3 separate regions of the Sus scrofa genome follow, and regions 2 and 3 are each linked to region 1. The links are chromatin contacts, called in public Hi-C maps. All regions are on one chromosome and are shown on one strand. The core of a region is the stretch at or near the end of the contact, and the rest is flanking DNA. Distances in the headings are between cores, read along the strand shown. Region 1 has its middle 97 kb from the start of KCNAB1. Region 2 has its middle 22 kb from the start of CCNL1. Region 3 holds the start of LEKR1 (leucine-, glutamate- and lysine-rich protein 1).

Region 1 (4,488 bases), core at 1,014-3,513:
CCTTAAAAGTAAAGCCCAGCATGTTTTTTTGCCATATTATACTTTCTCATGACTTCTACAATTTATCTTGGCACATTACCTCTACTTCAAGTAAGGCCAGTTTCCTTTCTCTTAAAATGTACTCATTATCACTGAACATCCACATGTGGGAAGAAACAGGGGAGGTAAACTCCAGGCAGAAGCCGGGCAATGCCCCTCCTCAGTTCCCAACATCACGACATGCTTTCTTTTGCACGAGAGCAAAACCTAGGAATCCCTTACCCCCACCCCCTTCAGGAATCATTCTGAGATCCAAAGGGAAGGAAAGGCCTTATGAGAACACAGTAAACAAGTCCCCAATTCAACAAGATTTGAAATGGTGTTAAAAGTGGGAATTGATGATTTGTGTTAGAAATTAAAACAAGGAGTGGTCAGAAGTACAAAAGGGAAGTAAAGCATAAATCTAAAAGTAAAGTTACTCTGCTACCAATTAAGCCAACTGTGCTCTTTTTCTCATGGGAACCCGGTGTGCAATGGCTGTCAACAGCAGATTCCTTGGTAGTATATGCAGCCTGCTGCTTGTGCAAGTTGCCCTAAGGGGCCTTGGAGACAGGCCTTTCCAGTGAACACCCAGTCTTACCTCATGGTGCCCTCAATCTAGGCTCCAGACAGGTATGTGGGGTACCTTTGGAAAGCCCCAGGGAACAGAGACCAGGTCTCACATTGGCCAGGTCATCACATCCATCCAAGCTGTAAAACAAGGAGCATGTGATTGAGGCTCTATACAAGGCCATGTTTAAGTTTCCTGGCCACCAGAAGATCTATATCTCCAGGAAGTGGGGGATTTACTAAGTTTAATACAGAAGAATTTGAGGATGTGGTGGCAGAAAAGACGACTGAGGGGTCAAATACATCCCTAATTGTGGCCCCCTGGACAAATGGTGGGTGCTGCAGTCATTAGGACCTTGGCACTGACCCCTCCTATACCCACCAATAAATTCTACTCTCCTGACAAAAAAAAAAAAAAGAGTAATGTTAAAGATTAATACAAGTGAAAACATTAAATATACCCAAACAATTGCTCAGAAGAGGAAAGCTTAATGCAACATAGACGATCTGTGGAAGGAGCTGTGATGTTTGTTAATAGAGTCAACTTCACGCAAGATTTTGTTAATTAGGAGCAGGAACTCAGGAGAAACACGCAGTTCCACTGACTGTGGCAATTGCTACCTCCTCAATCCCTTCTATTCTGTGTTTCTAAGCTCCACCTCTCCCTTCTGTTGAATCTCCAGGATGACACAGAACAAGACCTTTGGTGCAGGCTCGTAATCTGCACATACTGCTGACCTCACAGTACACACATCTGTGTCCACCAGGCACTAGCTAACCCGCCCATCTGTCTGTGCTCACAGCCCAGCTTACAGAACTTTTGTGTTACATTCACCTTTCTTCTTCTGAGCAACTGAACAACCCATAGACCAGGCATCATGCTAGATGCCAGGAAAACAAGGGGCACATGGGCCCCTCTCCAGATACCTTCAAATGTAGTGAGAGAGCTGGTCATGTATATAAATAATTACAAACAGAGGCACATGGGGAGGAACACAGGTGGAAAGTGATCAGTTCTCAAGAGAGCACCTCATTTGTGACCCCCAAAAATCCCTGCTTATATACAGAATGGTGTGAGGATCGAATGGGACACTGTATCTTTTTTTTTTTTTTTTTTTTTTTTTTTGCTTTTTAGAGCCACTCCTGTGTGGCATATGGAGATTCCCAGGCTAGGGGTCAAATCAGAGCTGTAGCCACCGGCCTATACCACAGCTACCGCAACACCAGATCCAAGCCGCATCTGCAACCCACACCACAGCTCACAGCAACGCTGGATCCTTAACCCACTGAGCAAGGCCAGGGATTGAACCCGCAACCTCATGGTTCCTAGTTGGATTCATTTCCACTGCGCCACAATGGGAACTATATCTGAAAAGTCTAATGCTCTTTTCTGGGGCACTCATCTTTATGTGTCCGGTCTTTCTTATCTGGTCTCGTCGAAACTCTAGTGTTCGGCAAAATGTCAGCAAACAAAGCAGGGCTAGAGGAAGCCATACTTCATATTTCACCAGTTTCCCAGATTAATTCACCATATTTAGATAACTGATTCTGAAAGGCAGTCCTCCCCACAGCCAATGGGTTAAGAATCAGTTAGACCTAAGAAGGAGAATATGTGGGACATTGCAGGCAAGCGGCCCAGCACTGACTTTTGTACATTAGTATGCGTCATCCAGCCCCTCAGTCATCCTGGGAGGCCAGGATAACAAGTGATGAATCACCTTGTAGATCATAAGGCTGTGTGCAGAGTAAATGCGTCTTTGTACTCTGACATCCATGCAATGTTTAGTCTTGATTTATTAATTCTGTACGATGGTTGTCATTGCTGCAAAAGGGTAATGAAATAACAAGATAAAGCTGATTTAAAAGTACTTCTTCATCTAAATGTCTACACTCAGCAAAAAGTCATGGCTGGGTTTGAACTGACAAGAATAAAGAAGTTCATGTTTCTCTTTTCCTAATTTTAGGGTTCAGCTGGTGCCAGAAATCTGCTCATCGTAGTAATTTAATCACCAGGGCCAAATAATCTTTCTCATTGACTTGAAAAATATCTGGATACATAAGGTAGCATAAATCAAAATGCCTTTTGGTGAGGCACATTCTGACACCTTCCCCATAACAGAGTTCTATTTACAAGTTACTAAATCAACCCCACTGCCGGATAGTAATTTGATACTTATTATTCATTATTCCTATACTCTCCCCCATGAGGTTGACATGATGGTTAACCAGAGCCCCCATGACCTGACTTGTCTCAAGGTAGGCAATTATGTAAAAAAAAAAAAATTTTTTAATGACATAGTTATTTTGAGACCCTGGAAAAAAATCCATAAAAGCAAAGTCAATCTTAAGGATTTTGAATTTGAGATTCCTGCCTGGAGTTGATATTTTAATGGAAGGCTACCCTGTTGGATGATGGAGATGTTCTGTATGTTCACCATCCAGTACAGTAGCCATTATCCTCATATGTATATTAAGTAGTTGACTGAGGCTAATGCCACCTAAGGAACTGAATTTTAATTTTAATTTAACTTAATGTCAATTAACTTTAACATATAGCCACATGTGACTAGTGGCTACCACATAGGATAGCACAGTATGAGTTCTGTTTTCAAATCCTACTGAATAAACCACATCTAGACTTAAATATTAAAAGCAGTTTTCCAAACTACATGAATATAATTCTTCTGCAATGGGTTATTAAGTTCAGGGCACCTAAGTTTTGTGAATCCCATAACTGATTTTGTAGACCGTGTAGCCTTGTTTTTCTGGTCTTATTTCTATCTTAAACCAGTGTCAGAGGGGATTTTAGCTTCTTTTGGTTAAGTTTGAAGCAGCTAATCAAATAAGGGAGATAAAGAGTTGTTTTATTAATTCGGAGCCAGCAAAGTAAGCAGACTTCCAGGCTGTTCCAAGATCAACCCGTACGTTTTTTAACCCAAAGGTGCAAGATGCTGTCTGGCAAACAGCTTCAATTTGAGTCACCAACAAGGTTGATCTGAAGAAACTTCACAGACACCACATGTCTACAAGGGATATTAGTGGCCACCTTATCCTTTTTAAGTAAAAGACTCCACGTCTTAATAACATCTGATTCTGAATTGCTGAAGACTCAGTTGAATGTTCAATGAAAATAAGACAACCATCTTCTCAGGATGGTCAGGAGGGATATGATTGAAGGCAGTTGATGGGAGGTTTTGCGTTTTTTTTGGTTTTTGGTTTTGGTTTTGTTTTGTTTTGTTTTGTTTGCTTTTTAGGGCCGCACCTGCAGCATGTGGAAGTTCACAAGCTAGGGGTCAAATCAGAGCTACAGCTGCTAGCCTACACCACAGCCACAGAAATGTGGGGATCCAAGCCCCGCTGCAAACTACACCACAATTCATGGCAACGCTAGATCGCTGCATCGCAGACCCACGCGCGGGGGGAGGCCAGGGATCTAATCCGCATCCTTATGGATACCAGTCAGATTTGTTTCCTCTGAGACACGAAGGGGAACTCCTGGGAGGTTTTGTTTGGAGACCTAGTTAGCCTTATTAGTGTCTAGCACAATGTTTTGCATGTAGCAGGTGGTAAAAATTATTAGCTGATTGATTGCATACTTGATAGACCTAAAATTGGAAGAAATAGATTTACATATTGCACAAAAATAAACAGCTATAGTATTATTACTATATGCACTTTTTTGTTTAAAAACACCCAGTATAAATAGAACCTAAATACACAATCTATTCAATTTGGCAATGTTTAAAAAACCATTTTATGATTTCAAGTGATAAAATCACTTCAGATGTGAGTTTTCTAAAGGCTTCTTTTATGTGCCCAACACTGAAAATCAAGTATCCCAAGTGCATCGTTCTAATATTGTTCTGAGGTTTTGTAAATTCTTAGAGTGTTTTCAATATT
Region 2 (4,488 bases), core at 883-3,382, 980 kb before region 1:
ACAAATGATTTCATCCCTAAGTATTTCAGTCCAAAAGGTAAGGACTTTTAAAACATATCTGCGAAATTCCCATCGTGGCTCAGTGACTAGGAACCATGAGGTTGCAGGTTCGATCCCTGGCCTTGCTCAGTGGGTTAAGGATCTGGCATTGCCTTGAGCTGTGGTGTAGGTTGCGGGCGTGGCTTGGATCCCGAGTTGCTGTGGCTCTCGTAGGCCAGAGGCTACAGCTCTGATGAGACCCCTACCCTGGGAACCTCCATATGCTGCGGGAGTGGCCCCAGAAAAGACAATAAATAAATAAATAAATAAAACATATCTGCAATACTTTTGTTATACTCAAAAGTAATAGTAATGCCTAACTTAGTACTAAGATTGCCCTTACTGTCTACAAGATTTTTATGATTGGCTTGCTTAAACAAGGTCCATATTTGGTTTTTAATGACGCAGACTGTCTTTTTTTTTCCCCCCTTAAAATGTAAAGAAGTTGGGTCATTTGTCTTGGAATTTTTCATATTCTGGGTTGGCTGATCTAACTGTATGGTATCCCTGAACACATTTTTTCTGCTCCCCATCGAGCTCTAGGCTTGATTAGATTCAGGTTTGATAACTTAAAATTTTTTTTTGCTGATTTGAAGTTCAGAGGTCTTGGGGTCCCAGACTCTTATTCAGAAATGTACTAGACTGATTGCTGCCTTATTCACCAGGTATCTCACCAAGTCCCTGATCCTTAATACATTACTGCCTGTACCTCAACAGCCTTGTCTCTAGGTGCCCCAATTGTGTCTGTGTTTTCTCTCTTTGTTCCCACTACAGCTGTAAATCTGCAGACAAGCTGTTTGGTATTGTCCTATAATGATCTTGATTCTCAATACAAGTCCTTTCATGTTACGGTATCTAAACCCTAAAGAAAGAGCACCCAGTAAAATTCTTAATCACCTTTCCATTTTAAAACAGTGACCTTAAAAGTAACTTACTTCTTTACTGAAGTTCTTAATTTTGTTTTATAGCTTTAAATGTTGCCACTGATGCCATCAGTTAGTAACCTCATTATTACTGACCACAACTTGCATCAAAAACCTTCTTTAAGAATTTAAAGTTTTTTTCATGAAATTTTCCAAAAACAAGATAATAGTAACAATTATTCATTGTCATAAGAGCCATTTCTTAACTTACCATGGACCATAATAGATAATTATTGAAAATTAAGACTTGATTTTTAAGAAATCATGTTAAAAGAATAGGTACACTAGGAGCTTGGGTTACATGGAGAGACAGAGAATGGGGTTTGATAAGGAAAACTATCACCTCCCCTTCTGGAAAAACTGGAAGGAGAGCAGCTTTCACTATGGGGCCTCGATCCCCTCGTGTTCCCTAGAGTAGGCACTCCTGTAGCTAGAAGTCACAGTTTGACTTTGTAACCCTTTGTTTTGTTTTCTTTTTAGGGACGCTCCCGCGGCATATGGAGGTTCCCAGGCTAGGGGTCCAATCGGAGATGTAGCCGCTGCCCTACGCCACAACCACAGCAATGCGAGATCCAATTCGTGTCTGCGACCTACTCCACAGCTCATGGCAATGCTGGGTCCTTAACCCACTGAGCGAGGCCTGCGATTGAACCTGTGTCCTCATGGATGCTAGTCAGATTCATTAACCACTGAGCCACGATGGGAACTGCGACTTTGTAACCCTTTGACCTGTTCATTTCTGGAATGAAAGAAACATGGGCTACCATGTCAGCTCTGCATTCAAAACATTCCTCTACTAAGGTGAGCTGGCAAGTTACAATCTCTTATCTGCAAAATGGCCCTTACCTCATAGCATTGTGTATATGTGTTAGATATAAGGGGGTTCTGTTTTTACCCCTGCAATCCAAACAATTCATAATAGAAAGCAGCCAACTACTTAAGAAAAGTTTGAATTCTATATTTCCCATGAACATAATTCAAAATGCACGTTTCAGAATGCTACCTGAGATTAGATCTGAATCAGGATCAGTACAGGATTTTCATAATTAAAGCATGAAATCAACATTAGGCTCTTTCTGTCCTGACCCTTCCAGCTTTTGCCACCTCTAGTCAGTAGTTCTAACCCAGTTCTAAGGACAGGAAATTCCTACCCTGCCTGCTTACATGTCATCAAATTCCTTTCCTCTATATCAACTAACATCACAATAGCATGTGTAGTAGCATTTCTATCTGTACATCTTGGCCACAATCCTTCAAACAGTAGCTACCGATCTATTTAAAACACTAATCACATGTTGCTCTAATATATATAAAGTTTCAAAAGTTTTCTCATTTCACATAAAACACAAACCTCTAACTACCTGTATATGATCTGATCCTTGCCAGCCTTTTTCATCAACCAACCTCTCTTCCTCAAATGTACACATCTCTTCCTGAGTCTTTTCATTTCCTGTCCTCCTTGCTTGGGAGTGTTTCTCCTTATGTGACAGTCTTCATCACTGAGGTCCCCTCTCTAAATTCACTCCAGAAGGGCCTTCTTCCACACCCTGTCCTATTGACACCCCTGCCCCCATCAGGTACTATTTCTTAGCTAGGACCAACTTACTCATAACGTCTACCACTTGAAATGATCTTGTCATTTGACTCTCTTACTTATTAGAATATAAACTTCAGGAGAGCAGCAGAAATGAGGTTTGTTCATTATTGTATGCTTCTTACCTCATGCTACAACAGTCCCTGGCCTGTATGAGGAGTATGCAATAGAGAGTGAGAAATGAATGAATTTCACATGCACTAATTTGCTGGGTGATACTTTTAGCCCTCATCTTTCAAGTTTGAGCATGTTTGTTTGTTTTTGTTTTCTTGTTTTTTCAGAGCCACACTCGTGGCATATGGAGGTTCCCAGGCTAGGGGTCAAATCTGAGTTGTAGCTGCTGGCCTATACCACAGCTACACCAGATCGTAGCCACATCTGTGACCTATATATCACAGCTCATGGCAACACTGGATCTTTAACTCACTGAGCAAGGCCAGGGATCGAACCTGCATCCTCATGGATACTAGTCAGATTCATTTCCACTGAGCCACGACAGGAACTCCTGAGCATGTGTTCTTTTTCCAACTGCCCTTCTATGAATATGTGTATTCCTTTTATAGGGTTCTAGGGTCCTGGAGCTCACAGACAACAGCAGGCAAATAGACATAGAAACGATAGCCCAGGAGTAGCAAACTGGTGGCTCACGGACCAGATCTTAGCTTGCATAGGTATCTAGTTTGTGCAATGTTTAAGATAAATTAGCTGGTAACATTTTAAATTGGAAATATGTTAAAAACTAGCCTTCCAGGGAGTTCCCTGGTGGCCTAGCAGGTTTCTAGCGTTTTCACTGCTGTGGCTCAGTCACTGATATGTCAATCCCTGGCCCAGGAATTTACATGTGCTGCAGGCATGGCCAAAAAAAAAAAAAAAAAAAAAAAAAACCCAAAAAACCACCATCACCCCCCCACCCCCTTAGACTTCCAGCTTCTTTTTAAAGATCAGAATACACAAGATCTACAGTACTTCAAAGCAACAACTGACTAGTGCCAAGCCATCCTCTGGTTGCGAAGTGTACACCACACTGCATTATAGTTCTGTCGACTCCCTCTTAATCGCAACACTGAAGCAGGTATCAGTTTTAATTTATCACTGTGTTGACAGTGGATCTTCCTTGAAACCTTTTGCCCATCGATGTTATGTTACCTGCTGGCCTTTGCAATAGGCCTTTGACATCAGATAATCGGAGACCTGCACGAATCCCCGCATCTGTGAACATGCTCATCATTTGGATAGGCTCCTGGGGCAGCTGAAAATCAGACTGTTTACTGTGCTCAAATTCTCCCCACTAATAAACCACAGTATAATGTGCTTTACCTTTTCAGACTGGAATTTCTCACTTGAGCAGCTCTCATATCGCCAGAGCACTTGTAGAAACATGCCACTAATGGATATTTCCTGTTAGAACACAGAGCATATGACATATCAGATCTTTATACAGAGCACAAGGCACACCATAGATCTAATCACCATGGGGTTCAATATTCAACCCTAAATCACAAAACTAATTTTCTGCTCAAAATGTACTCTTTTCTTGGGCCTTTTCAAACAAACCAAGTTTTATTCATTTGACAATTACTGTAACCTGGACTACAGTGTTGGTTATCCAGGCTCAAATCCTAATAGACTACTTTTTGAGCTGTGCTTCCAAAATCTTTTTTTTTTTTTTTTTTTTTTTTTTTTTGTCTCTTTGCCATTTCTTGGGCCGCTTCCGCGGCATATGGGGTTTCCCAGGCTAGGGGTCTAGTCGGAGTTATAGCTGCCAGCCTACACCACAGCCACAGCAACTCAGGATCCAAGCTACGTCTGCAACCTGCACCACAGCTCACGGCAACGCCAGATCCTTAACCCAGTGAGCAAGGCCAGGGATCGAACCCGCGACCTCATGGTTCCTAGTCGGATTTGTTAACCACTGAGCCACAACAGGAACTC
Region 3 (4,488 bases), core at 1,343-3,842, 640 kb before region 1:
ACTGCGGTGTTACGCGGAGGGAGGCGCGGGGAAGGGGCGCGCGCAGGGGGGGATGTCCCGCCTGCCGGGAATCCGGCGCGCGCGGGCGCAAGGAGGCGAGCGGCGTTGCTGGGCGACTGACCCCAGCGACCCTGCGTCCTCCCGACTCTGGAGGAGGGCTGGGGGTGGTGGCAGCTGTGCGTCAGGGGGCGATGAGGGGCAGAGCATGCCGAGGCCGGAAGGGACGAAGGCCACCGCTTGGGAGGTCAGGTTATTAGCTGACGTCCGGAGGCCGGTTTCTCGCAGCCTGAAGACGGCGGGGTGGTGACAAGCAGCTGAGCTTTCTGCACCGCTGGCCTCAGAGGGGCGGCCGCGCGCGTCCGCACGAAGGCTTCGGGGTGGGCGCGCCGGCTGCCCCGGCGCCTCTCACGCTACGCCGCGTGCAGCCGAGGCAGCGCGTGTCGTGACGAGCGGCGATGAGATCAGTCAGTTACCACAGAGGCGGGGCTGGGAAGTGTAGCCTGTCACGCAGCCGGCTTGGTCGCGCCAGCTCCAGCAGAGGGGGCTGGGGGTGAATCAGCCCCTTTCAAGGGGGCGGGGAGCCAAAGGAGAAAATCATAGAAAGTGCAGCTTGCACAGTTAGGGGGCTGGATTCAATGAGCAGACCGGTTTGCGAGGCGCGCACTGAAAATGACCTCTGTGGATCAGTGTCTAATTCTGTGCCCAGTAGGAAACTGTCTAAAAACCACTGTTACATGGAACTCAAAGATCGTTAAAATGTGCCCTTAATTTGTTTATATTACTTCGTTTAACAGGCAGTGCACAGGGCTTGCATATGCGTGCATGAAATTTAATTTATACAGTCAAGTCTGGAGGCATGGTTTGGCAAGAACAATCACTGTGAATACAGATGAGAGCCGGTACAAAGAGTATGATTACTTAAAAGGACAAATGAACTGAGGGAAAAAAAATTCAGACCATGACACAAGGAAGCTATTACATTCATCTTTTCATGGTCTTGAACATCTTGTACCAACTCAGCTGTAATACACAGCGGAAACTTCTAATTAGACACAGAAAACACAGCTATTTAGCCGCACCAGGCAAATATTAAAAAAAAAAAAGGCCTTAGAGACATGTGATTAACATCCATAACTTAAGAATGAGAAGTATATCTTTAAATTTTTTTGTATTTCAGTCATTTCCTTAGTATGCATGTGACACACTAGTAGGTATGCCACTATGAAACAGGATTAATTACCATGTGCAGAAAAATCTCTGCTCTAAATTTTAAATATTATGAGAATTTTTAACAGATTGTAATATTCATATGATGCAGTAAGGAAATAGGGACTTGAGCCTAAGTGGCTAGCAAACTGCATCAAATGAATTTTTGAATGAAGGAAGGAATGAGTGAGTGAATGAATGAATGTGTAGGCAATACTCTAATGGTTAGAGCTGGGAAGGAAATTTTCATGAGTAAATAATGCAGCCCTGCCACTGACTCACATGTGATCCAGCTATAATGGAAATATGTTACAGCATACCTACTTCACCAGAGGTGTGGAGGACTATTCCTTACTCACCAAAGGTGTTCTGAGATCTTTGGAGGAAGATGATACATTCAAATATTATAAATAATACACTGTTATGACAACCCATGTATAAAATTTAAAAAGCATAAAATAATGTTTAAATACAACTATGCCACAATTTTTTTTTTGTTTGTCTATCAAGTACTGTATCAAGTACAGTTTGGAAAGCTGCATCCTTACATAAAAACATTTGGCTTAGAGGCGTTTTATTGCCAGTTGACAAATAGCTCATGATGTGCAATGGAAGTTTTAAATAATTGGTATTTGAGTAGTATTTATAGTGATGGTATTTTGTAAGAAAGCTGAGACCTATTGCCTATGAAGTGCTTAAAAGAAAAGTAGTTTTTGATGACTAATTTGATCTATGGAATCTTGAAAGCAAGAGAACATCTTGGTGTATTTCCAGATGCTCAATGACTGACAGTCTAGGATTAGAGTTTCATTTAATGTATGTCAGGCATTGTTCTAGGTGTTGGGGATAGAGCAGTGATCAGACAAAACTGATTACTTAATGTTTAATTTTCTTGCCTCTATTTAAGTGCAGACCACCTCAGGAATAGTGATATAGTACATACATCTCCGTGTAAATGTAAAAACTGCTCCTTGTCTCAGCTTTTAGAAGTGATCCCCTGAGAGGGAAAAGAAGTCACCACAGAGTGGTAAGTGATTTTGACTTGATTCAGAAGGCTTCTTTTATTTAGAAAGTCATAAGACAAAACTACCCATTACTCCCTGTTTCCCATTATTCTCCTTATTAAAGTTGCCCTCATGTTTCTTAATGTCTTCTGCCATCATTGGAAGGCTCTCATACCCTTTCTGCCCAGACGCTGTACACTTGTGCAGTTTGTTGGCCACATAATAGTGCCTGGCAGAGGAGGTGGGTAAGCATTGAACTCTTGGACTCCAGCCCCAGTTTCACATGCTAAGATATATGCCATCCATCCACCTGAGGAAGAGGTGTTTTTTTGTTTGTTTGTTTCCTTTTTACAGCTGCACCTGCAGCATATGGAAGTTCCTGGGCTAGGGGTCGAATCCTATACCACTGCCATGGCAACACTGGATCCAAGTCACATCTGCAATCTACGCCACAGCTTTCGGTAACACCAGATTCTTAACCCACTGAGTGAGGCCAGGGTTCAAATCCACATCCTCACGGACACTGTGTCAGGTTCTTAACCCACTGGGCCACAATGACAACTCCAAGGTGTCTTTTTTTTATAATTTGAACAAAGCACTATTCAGGGTAGGGGCTCACTGTTCTTCAGAGTTGTCAGGCACCTAGGTCCTATCTGCCCCTTGATGTGTGTTTTCATGTTGAATTTAATAGCACTGCTCTGTTATGAGTTGCAAGACAGGGAGCGTTGGGGGATGGGGAGAAGCCAAGGCTGAAGGAGAAATGAACCAACCTCTGTCTGCTTCCAAGATGTCCAATTACTATCTAGATCAACGAAGACTAGCTGGGGCATGAGGCCATATGAAATATTCTGCAGCAAAACAGAAGCAATGCTGGAGCAGCAACCTGCCTTTTCCATTTTAGCGAACTGGAAGAACTGTCAGCTCACAACAGGTTGACTCACTATTGCATTGTGACTGGAGAACATGATACCATCAGACAAAATGGTTGAACCTTTTGGCTGAGCTCATTTGTAGGAGTTGATATCAGATGGTTTGATACACAATATATGACCCGCTGAACACGCTGAACAGGCGATATCCTTGGTATTAAAGCAGTTTTCCTTTACCCTGTTGCTAACTTCTCTGTGGCCTATTGATGTTATGTCATGTTGCAAACAATCAGTGATAGAGACTGCAGTCTAGATGTAGTGACCTGATTAGTCCAAACTCCTGCAGGAAGACGTGCAAATAGATAAGCCTCAACAGGACCTGAAGAACCATGTGGTTTTGAAATCCTGGGTGGATGGGCCCCACCCTGTATACACCTTAAATCTGCTGGTGCTTTGAACGTATAATTATTGCTCAACAACTCCTGGGACGAGTTAATTAGATCTTTGTATGATTTGATTATAATTAACTTACTAAAATGTGCACATGTGTGCATAATATAGATGTATTTTTAAGATGTGGAATTAATATCACATAAGGGCAAAAAAATAACCCAGCAGCATTAATATCTTTTAAAATATAGTCTCTTCCTTATAACTGTTAAGCAAATATTTTGTAGTTTAACATATAAGCCTAAAGCAAATGCAGCATATGAAGGAATGATTACTCAGTTTATCATTTCACTCATCAGATAAAGATTCCTGTGGTATTTCTTAAATTAATTAGTGATTATTATTTACAAAGTCCTTTAGAGAGTATTGCCTTCAATTTTATGTAGTTTCAAAGTGGGGGAACAAAGAGATTAAGGAAAATATTCCATAAATCTTAAACCTACCAAAGAACTAAAGCAATTATAGAACTTTACAGACAGAAGACACCTGGCAAATATAATTATTATAAACTAGTTAATATAATTCCTGATCTGAGATAATAAGTATAGCATGCAGGATTATTTCCTGTTTGAGGACAGAAACTGCTTCTGGTTGATATTTGCTTTGCTAGTACCACCCAATAAATGGTGATGATTGAATGAATCAGTTAATGAATAAGTATAAGAGACAAGCCAAAGAACTAACCTCCAAGCACTTCCCTCTAATCCTGGGGCCCTCCCAGTTTCTCTCTTGCTGAGTGCCTTCCCAGATTATTGATGCCTTACATGAGCAATCAGGAAAAAGGAAGCAATCCAGATGGGAGGCTAGCTGTGGTCAGATGCCTCTGAAATGAACAAAGTATTTGCAGATGTTTCAACAAGTGGAGGGGTTGGGCTGAGTCTAGGCCACAGGAAACAACTTCCACACCTTGGGGCTACTACAATAAAGGTATCATCACTCACTAGCAACAGGATTCTGTT

The links. A called contact is a pair of places that touch in the nucleus more often than the background predicts.
Region 2: a contact with region 1 is called in a Hi-C map of embryonic fibroblasts, with 2.1 times the contacts expected there. The contact joins two enhancer-like sites. A contact is called at or near these places in 25 of 47 Hi-C or Micro-C datasets (alveolar macrophages, blood, brain and 13 more) and 1 of 2 datasets of contacts at active chromatin or transcription factors (alveolar macrophages).
Region 3: a Hi-C map of embryonic fibroblasts shows a contact between it and region 1, with 2.5 times the contacts expected there. The contact joins the promoter of LEKR1 here to the enhancer-like site in region 1. A contact is called at or near these places in 2 of 5 promoter capture datasets (fetal liver and liver), 4 of 47 Hi-C or Micro-C datasets (adipocytes, alveolar macrophages, embryonic fibroblasts and 1 more) and 1 of 2 datasets of contacts at active chromatin or transcription factors (alveolar macrophages).

What each region holds. Positions count from the first base shown.
Region 1 is chr13:96,000,991-96,005,478 of Sscrofa11.1, reverse strand. It overlaps a transcript of KCNAB1 not described here. Among named protein-coding and RNA genes, the nearest start is that of KCNAB1, 97 kb to the left of the region's middle. Within about 2 kb of position 2,263, at least 7 of the 83 cell types and tissues checked have an H3K27ac peak or open chromatin away from gene starts, as enhancers often do. A contact at or near this core is called in embryonic fibroblasts, where this site is marked.
Region 2 is chr13:96,980,400-96,984,887 of Sscrofa11.1, reverse strand. It overlaps a transcript of CCNL1 not described here. Among named protein-coding and RNA genes, the nearest start is that of CCNL1, 22 kb to the left of the region's middle. Within about 2 kb of position 2,132, at least 1 of the 83 cell types and tissues checked has an H3K27ac peak or open chromatin away from gene starts, as enhancers often do. A contact at or near this core is called in embryonic fibroblasts, where this site is marked.
Region 3 is chr13:96,639,166-96,643,653 of Sscrofa11.1, reverse strand. LEKR1 (leucine-, glutamate- and lysine-rich protein 1) reads right to left here and starts at 2,592. Exons shown (of 14, transcript XM_021069706.1): 1 at 1-2,592.